Linked DNA regions of Mus musculus: regions 2, 3, 4 and 5 are each linked to region 1. Evidence: chromatin contacts called from public HiChIP or PLAC-seq and promoter capture Hi-C data. All regions are on one chromosome and are shown on one strand. Each heading gives the region's core, a stretch centred on a gene start, on an enhancer-like site or on the middle of the called end of the contact. The rest is flanking DNA. Distances are from core to core; before and after follow the strand shown. Region 1 holds the start of Nf1 (neurofibromin 1). Region 2 holds the start of Eral1 (Era (G-protein)-like 1 (E. coli)). Region 3 holds the start of Traf4 (TNF receptor associated factor 4). Region 4 holds the start of Zfp207 (zinc finger protein 207). Region 5 holds the start of Spag5 (sperm associated antigen 5).

Region 1 (3,045 bases), core at 229-2,728:
GTCCACACTTTTGTTTTTGAGACAAGGCCACACTATGGAGCAGTGGTTGACTCAGGAGGATTTGCTTGCCTCTAATGAAAGCGAGCATCTCCACATCCTGCTTCTAAACACATTTTAACACTGACTTAATTCAAGTGCATTGAAGAAAACTCATTTCAAAGTCCAGTGTCAGAGCGCCTTTCCCTCCCCATCCGATGAGTAGAGAGCTTCACCCTGTAGCTCTGCTTGGCCTGGAAATCCCCAAGTAGAACAGGCTAGCCCCGAGCAAACTATCTTTTGGGTTTATCCTCTTTTGTAAGTGTGCACAGCCAATTCCACACAAGTCCTTCAAACTCTGGTTCTGGGCATTGGGAAGGCCCTTGTTTCTGGAGAGCCATCCTTCTCGATTTGTTCTTAGAGTCAAACCATTTTGGTACTTATCAGCCCTTGGGCATGTATCCTGGAACCTCCAGTGCTCTGTTCATCAGATAGGTCAGGCTACTGAGTCCTACTGGAAAGGTTTGTTCGAAAGGCTGAAATGCATAAATGTTAGGCCTTTTAAAGGTCTTTACAGTATGGTGAACTAGTCTTCAATCTGAATTATCATCCGTGCAAAAAGTTTTATTAACTTGGTTGTCCGTCAGTTTAGTTGAGGAATTTCGGATTGGGGAATTCTAGTCTCCAACTTGGATCACCACTGGGCCTTGCTTTGGAATTTAAGCGACATTAAAAAGAAAAAAATCACGGAATCTCTCTTGGCCTTCTTTTTACCCGTTTTCAGCAGCCTTCAGAAGCCCCATCGACTGCGTGGCGGTGTGTGCCTTACATTTTTAAGTGAAGAAAGCGGAGAGAGACTGACTCCAGCCTCCGGGACAGATCAGCGACAGAGATCAGCGGTCGGAGAGAAAGCCTAGCCTCAGGACACCCTAACTTCTAACCCCGGGAGCGATCCAAGCCCGGAGGCCAGCGGGGGAAGGGCTGTTCGAGGCGGCGGTGGCAATGACAGCCTACGCACCGGAGTCGGCTCAGATTCTCTGGCCAGAGCCCCGCGCCAGTTTAGGTGGGGAGACCCGCGGCAGCGAGGGACGCGCGCCTCCGGGCCCGGAGGAGTTAGGTGACGTCACCTCCAGGAGGACTCGCTTTTTCATTAATGAAACCGGCCGGCCGCGGGCGCATGCGCAGCAGGCCCCTTCCCTCTCGCTTCCCCCTCCCCTTTCCCAGCCGCGCTCTCAATCTCAAGCTCGCTCGCTCTCCCTCTCCCCGAGCCGTGGAAAGGATCCCACTTCCGGTGGGGTGTCATGGCGGCGTCTCGGACTGTGATGGCTGAGGGGAGACGGCGCTAGTGGGGAGAGCCACCCACAGGCGCCCTCCCCTCCCCGGGCTCCCCTCCCCACCCCTCCCCCAGTCTCCTCGCCAACGCCCCCTTCCCCTGTCCCCCTCCCGGCGGGCCGCGCGGGCCCCCGTCCCCACCCCCGTGGGAACGCTAGCTGCCCGCACTCCTCAGCCGCTCGGCTCGCCGCTGCCCTCACCTCCGCGCCGGCCGCCCGCCCGCCCTCAGGCGGGCCCCGGACGCCGGCCCTCCACCGCCCCCGGGTCGCCGGGAGGACATGGCCGCACACAGGCCGGTGGAATGGGTCCAGGCCGTGGTCAGCCGCTTCGACGAGCAGGTAACGGGCCGCGGCGGGCAGGAGGTGGGAGCGGGTGGGGGTGGGGACGCGGTGGGTGAGGGGAGGAAGGAGCGGCTGCCTCTCGGGCTGCCGGGGGCTCCGCAGACCGAGGAAGGGCTGGGGTGGGGGGGCGACGCTAGGGGACTGCCCGGGGATTCGGCTGTGAGCCGGGGCTCTCCTTCCCTCCTAAACCGGGGGGGTGGGGCCTTGCCCGTGACCAGCCCTCCATCCCCTTTATCCCAGCCCTTCCGCTTGCTCTTGGTGCGGGGATGAGTGACCTGGGGGCGCTTTCAGGGCCACTCCATCTGGATTTAATGGTTCTCTCTTAACTCTCCCCTTTTAGAAGGAGGTAGATAGGGGTTCCCTCTTCCCTTAACCCCCTCCCCCCCATCCTCGTAACTGGGGATAACCGAAGGAACCCCCAGTCTGTGTATGCATCCCCAGTAGGAGCAAGATAATATCCTGCCCCACCCCCATTTTCTGTAGCTGCCCCTTGGGGGCAGGAGTAGGGAAAGCACAGGTTTTCTTACTTTTCTGCTCGGGGCGTCAGCTTGCCTGGATGATGTTCACACCAGCATCCTTGATAGCCGGATGACACAAGGTTGCCTTTTGCGTTTGCAGGGGAAACCGTAGTTCTGAAATGACTCCCCTCCCCCTTCCTTGCTTGATGATCACACCCCCCTCTCCAGTCCCTGCTTGCCAGCAGCCCCAGAATGAATCTTGGCTTTCCTAAGTGAGACTCCAAGAGTAAGGGGAGAAGGGTGAAAGCAAAGGGAAAATCTAGCTACAGACTAGACAGCAGAGACAGACAGCTAGGATGTGGTCCTAGGGCCAATAATTGTGACCATGGTTTGTTGTTGTTTGACTTGTTTTTGACTCTTTGAACCCTCATTGAGACTACTTGGGATGGAGGGAAAAGTTTTGTAGTTTAGGAAGGTTGCTTTTTATTCGCTGAGTTTTCCACACATAAAATTCTAAGGCTGATGAGTAGACAACCCACACATAGCCTTTTGTCCATGAGAACTAGTTTAATTTGATGCTATCTACAGATAGCTGGGGCTGGTTTAAAGGATGGTTGCTTTTTGTTGCAGTTCTGCCAGGGGGTGTCCTCTAATGAGAGAATTGTTTAGAATTGAACCAATCTCTTTTGTTTATTGGGTTTAATCACAAAACTGATTATGGGAGCTGACAGGTAGGGGAAGGGTTTCTTCTTTAATTTGACCAGCAGACATTTTTTTATAGGACTCAATCTTTTGACCTATCCGACAGAGGAAGTCTACCCAGAGGACACTGGGAAACCTACACAGAGCTGAATGTGGTGGTTATATGACTTTTGTCCCAGCACACAGGAGGTCAGAGGCAGGTAGATCTCTGTGTGTTGGAGGCCAGCCTGGTCTAC
Region 2 (3,045 bases), core at 389-2,888, 1.3 Mb before region 1:
CGAGATCTGACTCCCTCTTCTGGAGTGTCTGAAGACAGCTACAGTGTACTTACATATAATAAATAAATCTTTAAAAAAAAAAAAAAAAAAAAAAGAGGTTTAAAAAAGAGTGGATCTCCTTTGAGACCAAGGCCAACCTGGGCTACATAACTAGACCCTGCCTCAAAAAAACAAAACCACCACACTAAATGATACCAAAGAAACGGCACTTTATAAAATGGATGTGGTGGCTCGAACCTGAAATCCCCACATGCAGGAGGCTGGGGATAGTGAGCTCCAGGTTATCCTGGTCTAGAGTGAAACTCTGTCTCAATGTCACCCTGAAAGAAGCATGGACTACAGTCTGGTAGGAGACTAGGCACTGTTACTTGCAATGCAGTATCATAAGGAGAGATTGAAACATTTTGCAGTACCTTCATAGCAGCATAGGGTACCACAGTCAGAGCTGAAATTTTTCTCCAGATCTTCCACCTCCACCTCCTCAGTGTAGGGACTACAGGCATGCACCATAAGGCCTGACTTAATTTAGGATTAAACCAAGTAGATAGGGCTCAAGATCCACGTATTGGGTCTATACTGCTTGATGAGGACTTGAGGACCTGGTAATGGCTTGGCAGAAGCCAACCCATTCTTAACTTTGAGAATAGTTTGGCATTTGAGCTTACTTGATCATTAGGTTACCTAAACTCTCTAAGTCTCTTGTTTTTTTTTTTTTTCATATGTAATATGGAATCACATTAACTATTTATGAATAACTTCTTTTTCAAAATGACAACTGTATGGGAGAAAAAAAAAACACAGGCTGGGCATTGAGGACTGAGGGAGACAACTTTGCCTTGACTAATGACTGACTGTAACCAACAGAGGGTCTAGGTTCTTCACATTCCTAAAACTCTTTATGTTGCTATATTTATTTATTTGTGTGTCAGTGGGAGCTTATGGTAGTTAGGGCAAAACTGTCTGGGTCTCAGTTTCCACCATATGAGTTCCAAGGACTGAACTCAGGTTGTCAAGCAACAAGAGCCTTCGTCTGTTTCACAGACCCTCACTTTCAAACTCTTTGACAGCCTTCTCCACTCGCCTCTCCTTGGGCTCAGGTTTATTTTTTATTAAATGAGAAGTTAAACTGCTATTTCTAGAGGCAGAGGGATTTTACTTACGATACATGATTTCCACTGCTAAAACCATCAGAGGCCGGTCATGGCCAACACCTGTAATCCCAACACTTAAGAGGCTGCAGCGGGAAGATCCGAATTCCAAGCTGGTTTGGGCTACACATCAAAACATGTCATAGAACCAAACACCTGTAACTAACATAGCTGGACCCTTTACCTCTGTGCACCGACACCGCGGGGACGCTCGGAACCAACGAACTGTCAGGCTGAGAAAATCCAAGGATACGGTCCAAGGCGGAGTCCTGACCATAACGACTAGAGGCCGAGGCCAGGAGGGGACCAGAGAAAGTGGAGCCCACGACACAGGACACGCACCTCGCCTGGTTACCTAGAAGACAGCCGGGCGGAGCAAGCCATTCCCTCCCTGCATGCGAACCCACCTGTCGGGCCCCTAACAAGGCCCGAACGAGCCCAGCGCAGTACCGCCTGGGGGCAGCCATTTTGCCGCAATGCACCCTGGTACCGATCAGAAGCGCGACGCGATTGGACCGAGAAGCCCACGGACCAACGAGTGGAAGAAAGCTAGATCGGCCCAAACAGAATCTCCATTCTACAACAAGGGATACCCTAGGAGGCGGAGGGAAAGACGGTATCCAAAGGCTAAGGAAAGGCAAAATTGTGCTGTGTTTCCTGCCTGAGTATAACAGTCGTCTTGGACTCCCAAACACATCATTTCTCCTCCTGCCAAAGTTGTGTAAAGAGCTTTTAAACCATGTCTTCCTAATGACATTCCTCGGGACACCATACCGCAGAAGCTCCTCTTAGCGGCTTAAGAGGAGAAACTCTCTTATTGCTAGGAGTGGGCGTGGGCATGGGAACGGGCTCTAAGCTTCATTTCACTAGATTTTTTTCTTTTTCTTTTTTAAGTGCTTTCTAGCCTCAACCCTGCAGGATCCTTTCTTATTTCCTCTTTTGCTGTGTTTTAGCTGGGCGTGGCAGTCTTAGGGTTACTATAGCTGTGATGAAACACCATAACCAAAAGCTACTTGGGGAAGAATGGGTTTTATTTGGCTTATATGTCTAGACTCACAATCCACTGAGGGGAGACAAGGAAGGAGCTCAAACCAAGCAGAAACCTGGAGACAGGAGTAGATGCAGAGACCGTGGAGGGGGATGCTGCTTACTGGCTTACTCCTCATGGTTTGTTCAGCCTGCTTTCTTATAGCATTTAGGAACACCAGCCCAGGTGTGGCACCACTCACAATGCCTCCCATATCAACAGTTAATTAAGAAAATGCCTACAGCCCAATCTTATGGAGGCAATTTCTCAATCGAGGTTCCGTCCTCTGAGATGACACCAGCTTGTGTCAAGTTATCATAAAACTAGTCAGCACAGGTTGCTTTGTGAAGTCTGCACCTTTTTGGTGTCTAGACCTCAGTTAAAGGGTGGTTCTGTGGTAAACATTCCTGTTGAGTAGCAGACTGTATTTACCTCTCTAAATATCAACTCCTATCTATTCTCTGAGATTAAAGCTTTTTTTTTTTTTCGAGATTAAATCTCGAGGCTCTGAGATTAAATCTTACTGAAGGAAAATGAGCAGAAGAAAAAAAAAAGCAGGTAGCTGTATGTGATGGAGCGTTCCTGTAACCCCAACATTTAGGAGGTGGAGGCCAAAGGATGAGGATATTGAGGGCCAGCCTGGGATGAATACTTGTCTTAAAAAACGGGTAAGGGGGGCTGGTGAGATGGCTCAGTGGGTAAGAGCACCCGACTGCTCTTCCGAAGGTCCAGAGTTCAAATCCCAGCAACCACATGGTGGCTCACAACCATCCGTAACGAGATCTGGTACCCTCTTCTGGAGTGTCTGAAGACAGCTACAATGTACTTACATATAATAAATAAATAAATCTTTAAAAAAAAAAAAAGATT
Region 3 (3,045 bases), core at 238-2,737, 1.2 Mb before region 1:
CTCCTGGCTCCTTCCCCGAGGCAGTAAGGGTGGGTCAGCTGGAGGAGGGGGCTGGCTCAGCTGGCCTCATCTGGAAACCAGAGGGCCAGGAAGGGAGCCGGGAAGACAATGGGCCCGTGTGTGTCTGTAGAGGAGTTAAGTGTGTACATTTCAGGGAGGAGGGCCAGAGGGAGGAGGGAGAAAAGAAGGGAGGAGGGGGGACCACAGCAGCTTGAGCAGGAGCATATGTGAGAGCAGGAGCCCGCGGCTGCTAGGAACAAAAAACAAAGGGCCTGCTGAGATTTCCGCCAGCCAGGGGCTTCGGAAGACAGTGGGGACGAAGCACTGAGGCACAAGTCCCACATTGCTTTCCCTGCCAGTTCCCCTCGCGGGACCGCGGCAGACTCAGCCTGCCTTGTGCTCTAGAGCACGACCTCCACGGGCGTTGGGGCTCCCCGATCTCCCCTCCAACATGCAGCCTTCAGTGCCAGGAGCCTCAAGACCGCCCAGGGGTGCCCAGAAATGTGAGCGATGCCTGAGGCCGCAAGGCAGGACCTGGATCCTCAGTGGGCACAGGGCATTCAGTACCAACCCGGGTGGCCGATGTACCAACCATCCATTGTACTCAAGACCCCAAGGGAGGGTTCCCCACTTAAGAGGCGGGGAGGGCTGCAGGTCACAGTCCAACCTCTACTGCTTGGCCACACGCAGCCCGGGCTGGATTCCCAGCTAAAGACTTGAATCGTGTGACCCTGGGCAAATCGCAGCCCTTATTTTTTTGAATCTCTGAAATGGGAGAACAATAGCGGCCGCTCTCTCAACGTCAGAGAGGAAAAGAAGAGGTTGGACAGGTGAAAACTCCAGCGGCTTGAGTGCCGCGCGGGAGAGAGAGGCTTTGTCCTTCCCTTCCCTAAAGGATTCAAAGTTCAAGACTGTGGCCGCTCGGGCTCTCAGGTAGGGGGGAAGGGCCGGCTACGGGTCAGGAAGGGCGGCTTTCCCTCCGCCAGAGCGTGGGGAGGCAGTTTTTCCTACCTGGAGCTGGGCAGGTAGGACCCGAGACCCTACGCTTGGGTGCGTAAGGTCCTCCCCAGGGCCCTGACGTCACTGCCGCCCCTTGACATCATGGTGGGCGCTCCTGAGGTCACCGGGCGGCCTCGCAGACAAAGGCGCGACGTGTCTCCGGCCCGAGCCCGTCCCCCGTGCACCGCCCTCATCCCCCTGCACTGCCGGCGGAGGCCCACCGCCCCGGGTCGCACCTGAGAAACTCCTGCAGGCAGGTGTCGCAGAAGCGGTGGCCACAAGTAGACACCTGCACAGGCTCGCGCATGGGCTTCCCGCACAGTGGGCACAGCAGCCGCCGCTTGGGCTTCTCCAGGAACTTGTAGTCGAAGCCGGGCATGGCGGGCTGGCAGCGGGCACGGGCGAGCGGGGCCGGGCACGCGGCGGCCCCACAGCCCGCGCCTCGCTCGGGCCGCGTTTCCCGGCTGCGGGCGGCGCCGACTGGCGGCCGAGACCGGCCCGGGTCCGCAACCCCGCCCGCCGGAAGAGGGGGCGGAGCCGCGTCCCCATGGTCCTAGAGCCCGCCCTCGTGCCCCGCCCACTCCACAACCCCTCACTCCGAATGCTGTCGCACTCCGAACTCTGCCCTGGCTTTGAAAGTTAAATTAGGCTTCTCTTTCCCGCTGGAACTCCGAGTGTGGCCGAGAGTCTTCCAGAAGCGGGTCCCCTTGCGTTACGATGGTGCCTATCAGGTCGCACCACAAAGACTTGACACTTTAGAGGCCACCTTAAGGTCTCCTGCGCCACGCGCCGCTCAGGGACCCGGGGCCCTAGCTTCTAGGTGCTAGGCAGCGAAGCCTGGCAACAGGATCCCAGTAAACCAGGCTAGAGCAAGGAAACTGGGCTGGGCGCTGGGCCAGCGGAACCTCGGCCCCAGCCCTCAGGCCTCTGGCTGCGCCCACATTCCTCCTGGCCGCTGCCCTGCAACCACAGTCGGGCCCAACCCAGTCTTGGGGTGTCTAGCGGCCACTTCCACCCACCCAGTAAGAGATCATAAGCCAAGCAGGCATTTGATATTTTTATTAGTGATACTTTGAAACCTTTGAGAAATTGGTCGGGTTACCTTTCTCCCCAGTCTAGGTCTGGTGAATAGCCTGGGGAAAGGGCAACCTTTCAGCAGTATCTCCTCAGCAAACAAAAAAATAGCTCCAGCACCCCCTCCCTAAGAGGTGTGTGTGGGGAGGGGTGCCTTCGCAGGGGTTGTGCAAACCCTTGCCTCAGGGTAAGATAGAAAAGGGGGCTCCCTCCAACCTATCAGCTGCAAGCTATGCAGAGATTAGGCTAGCCTAATGACCAGTCCAAACAAGCCCTGGCTTGCCCTATTCCAAAGCATGGCATGAGTCTCCAAGAGGACACCGTCAGGGACTTACTTTCTAACTGGGCTGAGGGTGGTTGGAGAAAGGTGCGTTTTTTTTTTTTAGCAAAGGTTTTGAAGGCCGTCCTTCTGTTGACCCCTGCCAGACTGGAGCCTTGCAGATATTTACTAAGATAAAGAGCTTTGGAGACAGGGACTTGGGGGAACAGAGTAGACTTCACTGGCCTTTCTACCCCATTGACGACACAATCCAGGACGCTGACAACAGTCATTCCTCGGGCACCTGCATTTTTCAGAATACTCAAAGGTGGTCTCTTGGATCATCCTGTCGCCTCAGGGGGGAACTGGTTCATCTGTGACTGCTGAAGAGTATCAAAGAGAAGCTACTACTGCCTTTCTGGAGGCAACGCCTACAGCAAGCATCAGCCCTCTTTGATTTCATTGGGCCCTGGAGCCAGAACCCTCCTGCCAGGCCAGAAAGGGAAGTTTTCCTATCAACTGGCTCCAGGAAGTATTAGGAGCAAGAATTCACACAAGGTGTGGAGAGCCATAGAAGCAGCCTTTTCTCCCTGAGGGGGGAAATGGCGTCCCCTCCCCATTTCCCACATTTTTCTGGGGGCAGAAGATTGCTCTGGGTGGGTAATTTGGGTTATAACTATGGAAGATAGAGTGGGGAGTAGAGGGGAGTTGGG
Region 4 (3,045 bases), core at 372-2,871, 1.0 Mb after region 1:
TAAAGCACAAGCTTGTAGAGTCCTATTGATTCCACTTATGGGGTTCATCTCATGAAAACAGGGTAGTGTCCTAGCAACCGTATGAACTCAGAAACATCAGATTCTCATAGATCTGTGCAAACACAGTATAGGTTGTCCCGAAGACAGAATTCAGACAGAATTGAAAGGCAACCTAAGACTTTGGGCGGCAGTATTAGAAAATTGTAAAAGTTAAAAAAAGGAGTAATTAAGCCAGGCAGTGGTGGTCCATGACTTTAATCCTAGCACTTGGGAGGCAGAGGCAGGCGGATTTCTGCTTTTGAGGCTAGCCTGGTCTACAGAGTGAGTTTCAGTGCTCTTAACAGCTGAGCCATCTCTCCAGGCCCCTCAATCTTACTTTTAAATGAAGTTTCATGTATCCCAGGCATTATTTAATTCACTATGTAACTGAGGTTAGACCTTTAACTCCAGCCTCAGCCTCCTGGAATTCCCTGATTGCAGGCATGTTCCACCAACATTTTTTGTTTGCGAACCTTTCTGTGGTTTCAAGAGACTTCAGCATATACAATATCCAATTCTCTTACACTCTTCCTTGCCACATTTTCCAGGATTATCTTTTGCCAGCAACACTTTTCCTGTCTTGTTACTTTTAAGTTCAAATCCTCAAACACTGCATTTTATCAGTAATTAAAACTTCGATACAAGGTTTCTCTACATAACCCTGAATGTTCTATGTAGGCAGGAACCTGGCTATACATTCAGATCCACCAGCCTCAGCCTTTTGAGTGCTGGGATTAAAGGCATGCACCATCCATGCTTGGCTCACTGCATTTTAAAAAAAAAATTTTTTTTTTTTTATTCAAAGACAAGATCAGGCTTTGTTCTCCAGGCTAGCCTCTAAGTCTTAGCCTCATAGCATTTTCTGTCTTGGCCTTCTGAGTGCTGGGACAACAGACACAAGACCCAGGTAATAAGATAACTTAAGCTTTCTCCCACTGCATCTTCTTTCATCTTTCTAAACATTCCTATGTTCTCCGAAGCCGCTTAAGGATTGCCTTTTTGCGATTCTGAAGCACTTCACATTTCCCTTATCGCTACTGCTGATCTCACCCATACTGCTTCCTAGACTGTGGTTCACTGAAAAAAAAAACGGTAACTCTTCCTTGACCATATACGCCCCACTCCCGAAAGGCAACTGAAACAAGATTTAAAAATTGACCAGGTCGCAATCCGGGCGTGTGCCTTTAATCCCAAACAGTCGCTGGCAGGCAGAAGCAGGCGCATCTTTGAGTTTGAGGCCAGCTTGGTCATTTCCTCTATCAGCAGGGCTATGAAGAGACCCATCTCAAAAAATAAAAGCAAAACACACAACAGCAAAAAACAAAACAAAACAAAACCCAAATTGACCATGTCCCAATTATCTTTATTTATTTGTAATCTATCCTTAATTATACTCCTAATCTTTTCCTCCCTTCAATTTGCATACGGGATAGCCGACGTACTGGATGACCCAAGCTCTAAAGGATCAGCGTCCTCAGCCCGGGAGCGCCACCACCACTTAACCCCATTAAGATGGCGGCAGCGCCCGCTCAGCCACTCAGGGCCGAAGCCTGCGTCACGTGACCCGCACAGCTCTCACCGCGGTGGCTGATGGGAGGTGGAGATAGAACGAGGGTGTCGGCCATTTTGTGTCTGTTTCCTGCGGGACGCGCTGGTGGCGGTTGGTGTGGAGAACTCTGCGAGTCTCTTGGGTTTTTTGTTTTTTGTTTTTTCCAGCTTCTTTCCGCCTCTATTCTGCCTGTTCTGTAGGGCGCAGTTATGGGTCGCAAGAAGAAGAAGCAGCTCAAGCCGTGGTGCTGGTATCCTTTGTGGGGTTGACGTGGAGGCCGAGCGTGGGTGTCGCTTCTTGAGAACACAAGTCTGATAGGTTTGGGTTAAGCCTGTTTGGTAGGGCCCGGCCGGGCCCAGCCGAGCCTTTGTGCTGTGGCTGGGTTAGGATTTGGGGTGGTTTCTTGTAAAATGGGGTTCTTCGGGCGAGAGGGCTCCGGAGTTTGGTGGCGCTGAACTCGGTGACTCAGGCGCTTGTTTGTCGCGATCATTGGGCCTGGAGACGTTCCCCAAGTGCAGTCGTCCCTAAGAACTCCTGTCTCCGTTGTTTCGTTGAAGACCCCACAAAGGGACTTGAGTTTGGGGTAAATGTCCTGACTCCCTGGATAATTGAACTGTGACTAGCCCCCCCCCCCTCGCGGTGAAGAATCGGCTTCCGCCTCTCTTTCGGGCGCCTTAATCTTGGGGAAGCGGTTGCTTAACTGGGTGGAGTTTCTATTATCGTTACCCAATTTTGTAGGACTGGTTAAACTGTTAAGAAGGAAAACAATTTTCTCTCTTTTTTTTTTTTTTTTTTTTTTGTGGATAACGTATTACGCTAAACTGATTTTTTTTAATCTATTACAAGAAAACTATTTGTCTCAAGACAAATTTGTTTTTAAAATAGTTAAGTAGCTAAAAATCCGTCACGAATTATTTAATGCACTCACAGAAAAAGTCTTGCGAGGTCAGAACTCTTAGTATATGCGAATTTACATTTCCTGAATGCATAGATTAATAATGAAACTGGAAGAAATTTTATGGATTCTTAGTTGAATGTGCCCTTTGTCATGAGTTGTATAATGGATTATGAATTCCCAGTTTCAACTCTATTGTATATTTAATGAATTGTGAAATTGCCTCCCCCCCCCCTCTGTCTTTTTATTTGGGATTGGGGGTCTGGTTGTCTGGAAATTGCTCTGTCCACCAGGCTGGCCTCCGCCTGTCTCTGCTTCCCCAGTGCTGGGATTGAAGGCATGGATCACCACTGCCCAGTTTGAAGTTGCCTTTTCTTTTGAAAAGAAATATTTTGAGTTAGTCTTGCTGTCTGACCTGGCACTCAGAATAAATATCTGCCTTTGCATGTGGAGTGTTGAAATCAAAGGCATGGGGTATGCCAGGCTAAAAGATTTTTATTTGGGCTTATGATCTTAGACTGCATACCAAGTTTATCTAGTTCAGATGTAGTCATTCCTGCCA
Region 5 (3,045 bases), core at 170-2,669, 1.0 Mb before region 1:
ATCTGATTTCCAGGGTAGCAACAAGTACACAGAGAGACCCTGTCACAAAGAAGAAATGAAACACAAGTTAGTATAACTTATATGTCTGTACATGTTCATGTACCTGTCTACCTGCTTGCTCACATGTGTAGGGCTTTGTGGAACCAGAGGTCAACATTACATATTTTTTTCAATCACTCTAGACTTTATCTTTCAAGACATTTTCTGTTATTGAACCCAGAACTCACTGATTCATTAGACTAACTGAGCAGCAAACCCCAGGGGATCCTCTCATTTCTGCCTCAGCCCCCATGTTGTTAGGAGAACAGGCAAAAACTGCTGCACCCAGCCCTTTTTTTTTTTAACAGGATCTATGTAGCCCTGGCTGTCTTGGTACACACTGTGTAAACCATCCTGGCCTCGAACTCACAGAGATCCACCTGCTTCTGCCTCTTCAGTGTTGAGATTAAAAGTGTGCACCACCATGCCCGGCTTTTTATTGGGTATTGGAGATCCAAATTCAGGCCCTCAAGCTTTCCTGACAAGCTCTAAGATGGAGTCATTGCCCCATTCTTCCCCTTACATAATTTTAAAATTGTCACCCATGTTCAAAAGGTTTAAAACAAGAAATTTTAATATATTTTATTTAACCTAGCATATCTAAAAATATTTCAGTATGCAATTAACATTAAAAAAATAGTTTTTCCATACAAGGTCTGAAATGCAATGTGCATTTCACACCTGTATTATATTCCCATTTGAAGAATTCAGAGCTACATGCAGCCCGCAGAAAGTTACTGACCAGTACAGTTCCTGATGGGCGCGCATACCCTGACAGAACCCTACAGTTTCTAACATTAAAGCTCTTCTTTGGTTCTCTTCTTTTTCTTCATACATTAACACTTCTAAATTGGCCTGTGATTTCATCATTCAAGAGGCTGAGGGCCAGGCAGTGGTGGTGTGGGACACGCTGTTTGTGTGTGTGAGAGTGTGTATGTGTGTGAGAGAGTTAGTTATTAATATAGCAAGCACTTGAAACAGATCACCATAAATGCACAGTAAAGTAAATATCAACTATTATTCTAGTGATCTTGTTACAGTAGGCTCCGAGGTTAGACACAAGAAAGGCCCAGAAATTCTGAAGAGGCGGTTACCTGAAGGCCGAAATTGGGCACTTAGGAACTCCCTCTGGCCGTTATGAAACTGGCACCTATGCCTGGACAGCCCAACCCTGGGGGAAGTGCGGCTCACTCGGTAACCGGGGGAACGGAGCCACTGAAACAGGACTCCACGACTCTCCAGCAGCCCACAGACACACCAGCCTGCCAGATGGGTGCTTCAGTGGAGGCGTTAGGCTGAGCGGCTCGTGGGGGCGTGACGCGCGCAGGTCCCGCCCACCATACGTACCGCGGCCCCGCAGCCAATCCCGAAGTGCGTATTGGGTTCAAATAGAGGCGGCGGGTGAAAGTGGCCATTTCGACTTGGTCTGGTTAAGTGATCGAGTTGAAAATGTGGAGGGTGAAAACACTGAATCTCGGTTTGTCGCCTTCGCCCCAAAAGGTGAGGAGAGAACTCCGGCAGACAGGGCGCTACCTGGGCGGGGCCGGGCGGGGCCGAGGCCGGTGAAGTCCGGCTCCGGACGAAGTGGGGCAGCGGGAGGCATTGTCCGCCCCGGCCTAGCGGTTGTGGGAAAACACTCCGGGAGGCCGAGACCAGCTTTCCTCACACTCGCTTTCTCTCTCAGGGGAAGCCAGCTATGAGTACTCCTCTCCGAGAGCTTAAACTACAGCCCGAGGCCCTCGCCGATTCAGGGAAAGGTCCCTCTATGATCTCCGCGCTGACCCCATACCTGTGCAGGCTGGAGCTGAAGGTGAGATTTTTAGCTTCACAACTGGGCTGTTTGCCCAGGCTCAGATGCTCAGAGGAACAGAGGGCCAAAGCTGGAACGTAATTAATAACGATAATGAAGTCTTCCACTTCCGTGACATCCATTTACAGCTATTCAGGCCAACAGAGAGGTGCCCTGGGGTGGTTAAAACGAATCCACTGAGAACCCACACCTCTATTTAGCTGGGTTCGATTTTTTTTTTTCTTTACCTCTTTTCTTGTTTTTGACCTATACCAAATTCCCGAGAAATACTGGCACATTTATGGAGAGATCTGTCTCCAAGAGTTGAAACCATATCCATCTATCCTATGGGGTAGTTAGAATTTTCCTGTATCCAATACTTTAAACTATTACCTTGCAGAATTGCCTATATTGAGCTGTACCTTTTAGTTAGAAGGTTTTCTATTGTTACTGTTACTATTATTGTTGTTTTGGGTTTTGTTTGTTTGTTTTTGTTTTTGTTTTTTGAGACAGAGTTTCTTTGTGTAGACCTGGCTGTCCTGAAACACTTTCTGTAGACCAGGCTGGCCTGAAACTCAGAGATCTGCCTACCTCTGCCTCTCCAGTTCGGAGATCAAGGGTGCCAGCCACCACTACCACCACTCAGCTTCTTTTCTACTTTTAGATTTTTTTTTTAATGTTTTAGATTTTTTTTTAATTACTTGTCAAATGACTTAAGAGAAATAGTACAAACTGCTTTTGTAAAACTTGTCAAGAGAGGAGTTTGACCCACTGGGTTCTTTAAAGACATTTTGTAGAACTTACTTGGGAAATTGTCCTGAAGAAATTGCTATCATTTCCTCTTCCTATAGGGAGAACCAGGAAGCCTACCATTCTTTCAAAATATGAAAGTTTGCTTTTTTTTTTCTTTGACCATGATTTTGTTATTTTATGGTGCTGGGTATTAAACCTAGGTCTTTGTGCTTGCTAGATGGATACTACACTACTACTAAACTATACCCGCAATCCTATTTCATTAACTTTATTCTGTCTTTAGTAACTCAAGATTTTTGTTTGTTTGGTTGGCTTTGGTTTTTTAAAAAATATTTATTTATTTATTTATTTATTATATGTAAATACACTGTAGCTGTCTTCAGACACTCCAGAAGAGGGAATCAGATCTCATTACAGATGGTTGTGAGCCACCATGTGGTTGCTGGGATTTGAACTCCGGACCT

What was found. Promoter capture Hi-C pulls out the DNA fragments that hold promoters and counts their contacts. HiChIP or PLAC-seq counts read pairs in DNA pulled down with a chosen protein or histone mark.
Region 2: a contact with region 1 is called in a promoter capture Hi-C map of pre-B cells, with 3 times the contacts expected there. The contact joins the promoter of Eral1 here to the promoter of Nf1 in region 1. A contact is called at or near these places in 3 of 39 promoter capture datasets (hippocampal neurons, liver and pre-B cells).
Region 3: a contact with region 1 is called in a FOXA1 HiChIP or PLAC-seq map of pancreatic cancer cells. The contact joins the promoter of Traf4 here to the promoter of Nf1 in region 1. A contact is called at or near these places in 1 of 39 promoter capture datasets (pre-B cells) and 1 of 115 datasets of contacts at active chromatin or transcription factors (pancreatic cancer cells).
Region 4: a contact with region 1 is called in a promoter capture Hi-C map of liver, with 2.8 times the contacts expected there. The contact joins the promoter of Zfp207 here to the promoter of Nf1 in region 1. A contact is called at or near these places in 3 of 39 promoter capture datasets (hippocampal neurons and liver) and 1 of 115 datasets of contacts at active chromatin or transcription factors (microglia).
Region 5: a promoter capture Hi-C map of liver shows a contact between it and region 1, with 2.5 times the contacts expected there. The contact joins the promoter of Spag5 here to the promoter of Nf1 in region 1. A contact is called at or near these places in 4 of 39 promoter capture datasets (3T3-L1-derived adipocytes, hippocampal neurons and liver).

Annotation. Positions count from the first base shown.
Region 1 is chr11:79,338,414-79,341,458 of GRCm38.p6, forward strand. Nf1 (neurofibromin 1) reads left to right here and starts at 1,479. Exons shown (of 58, transcript NM_010897.2): 1 at 1,479-1,646. The coding sequence starts at 1,587.
Region 2 is chr11:78,078,745-78,081,789 of GRCm38.p6, forward strand. Eral1 (Era (G-protein)-like 1 (E. coli)) reads right to left here and starts at 1,639. Exons shown (of 10, transcript NM_022313.2): 1 at 1,333-1,639. The coding sequence starts at 1,615.
Region 3 is chr11:78,164,063-78,167,107 of GRCm38.p6, forward strand. Traf4 (TNF receptor associated factor 4) reads right to left here and starts at 1,488. Exons shown (of 7, transcript NM_009423.4): 1 at 1,236-1,488. The coding sequence starts at 1,378. It overlaps Nek8 (NIMA (never in mitosis gene a)-related expressed kinase 8), which reads right to left. Exons shown (of 15, transcript NM_080849.3): 15 at 2,044-2,715. The coding sequence ends at 2,687.
Region 4 is chr11:80,381,658-80,384,702 of GRCm38.p6, forward strand. It overlaps Zfp207 (zinc finger protein 207), which reads left to right and starts at 1,622. Exons shown (of 12, transcript NM_001130169.1): 1 at 1,622-1,838. The coding sequence starts at 1,798.
Region 5 is chr11:78,300,172-78,303,216 of GRCm38.p6, forward strand. Spag5 (sperm associated antigen 5) reads left to right here and starts at 1,420. Exons shown (of 24, transcript NM_017407.3): 1 at 1,420-1,539; 2 at 1,724-1,849. The coding sequence starts at 1,489. Gm3948 (predicted gene 3948) reads right to left here and starts at 1,340. Exons shown (of 4, transcript NR_166889.1): 1 at 1,134-1,340; 2 at 1-39.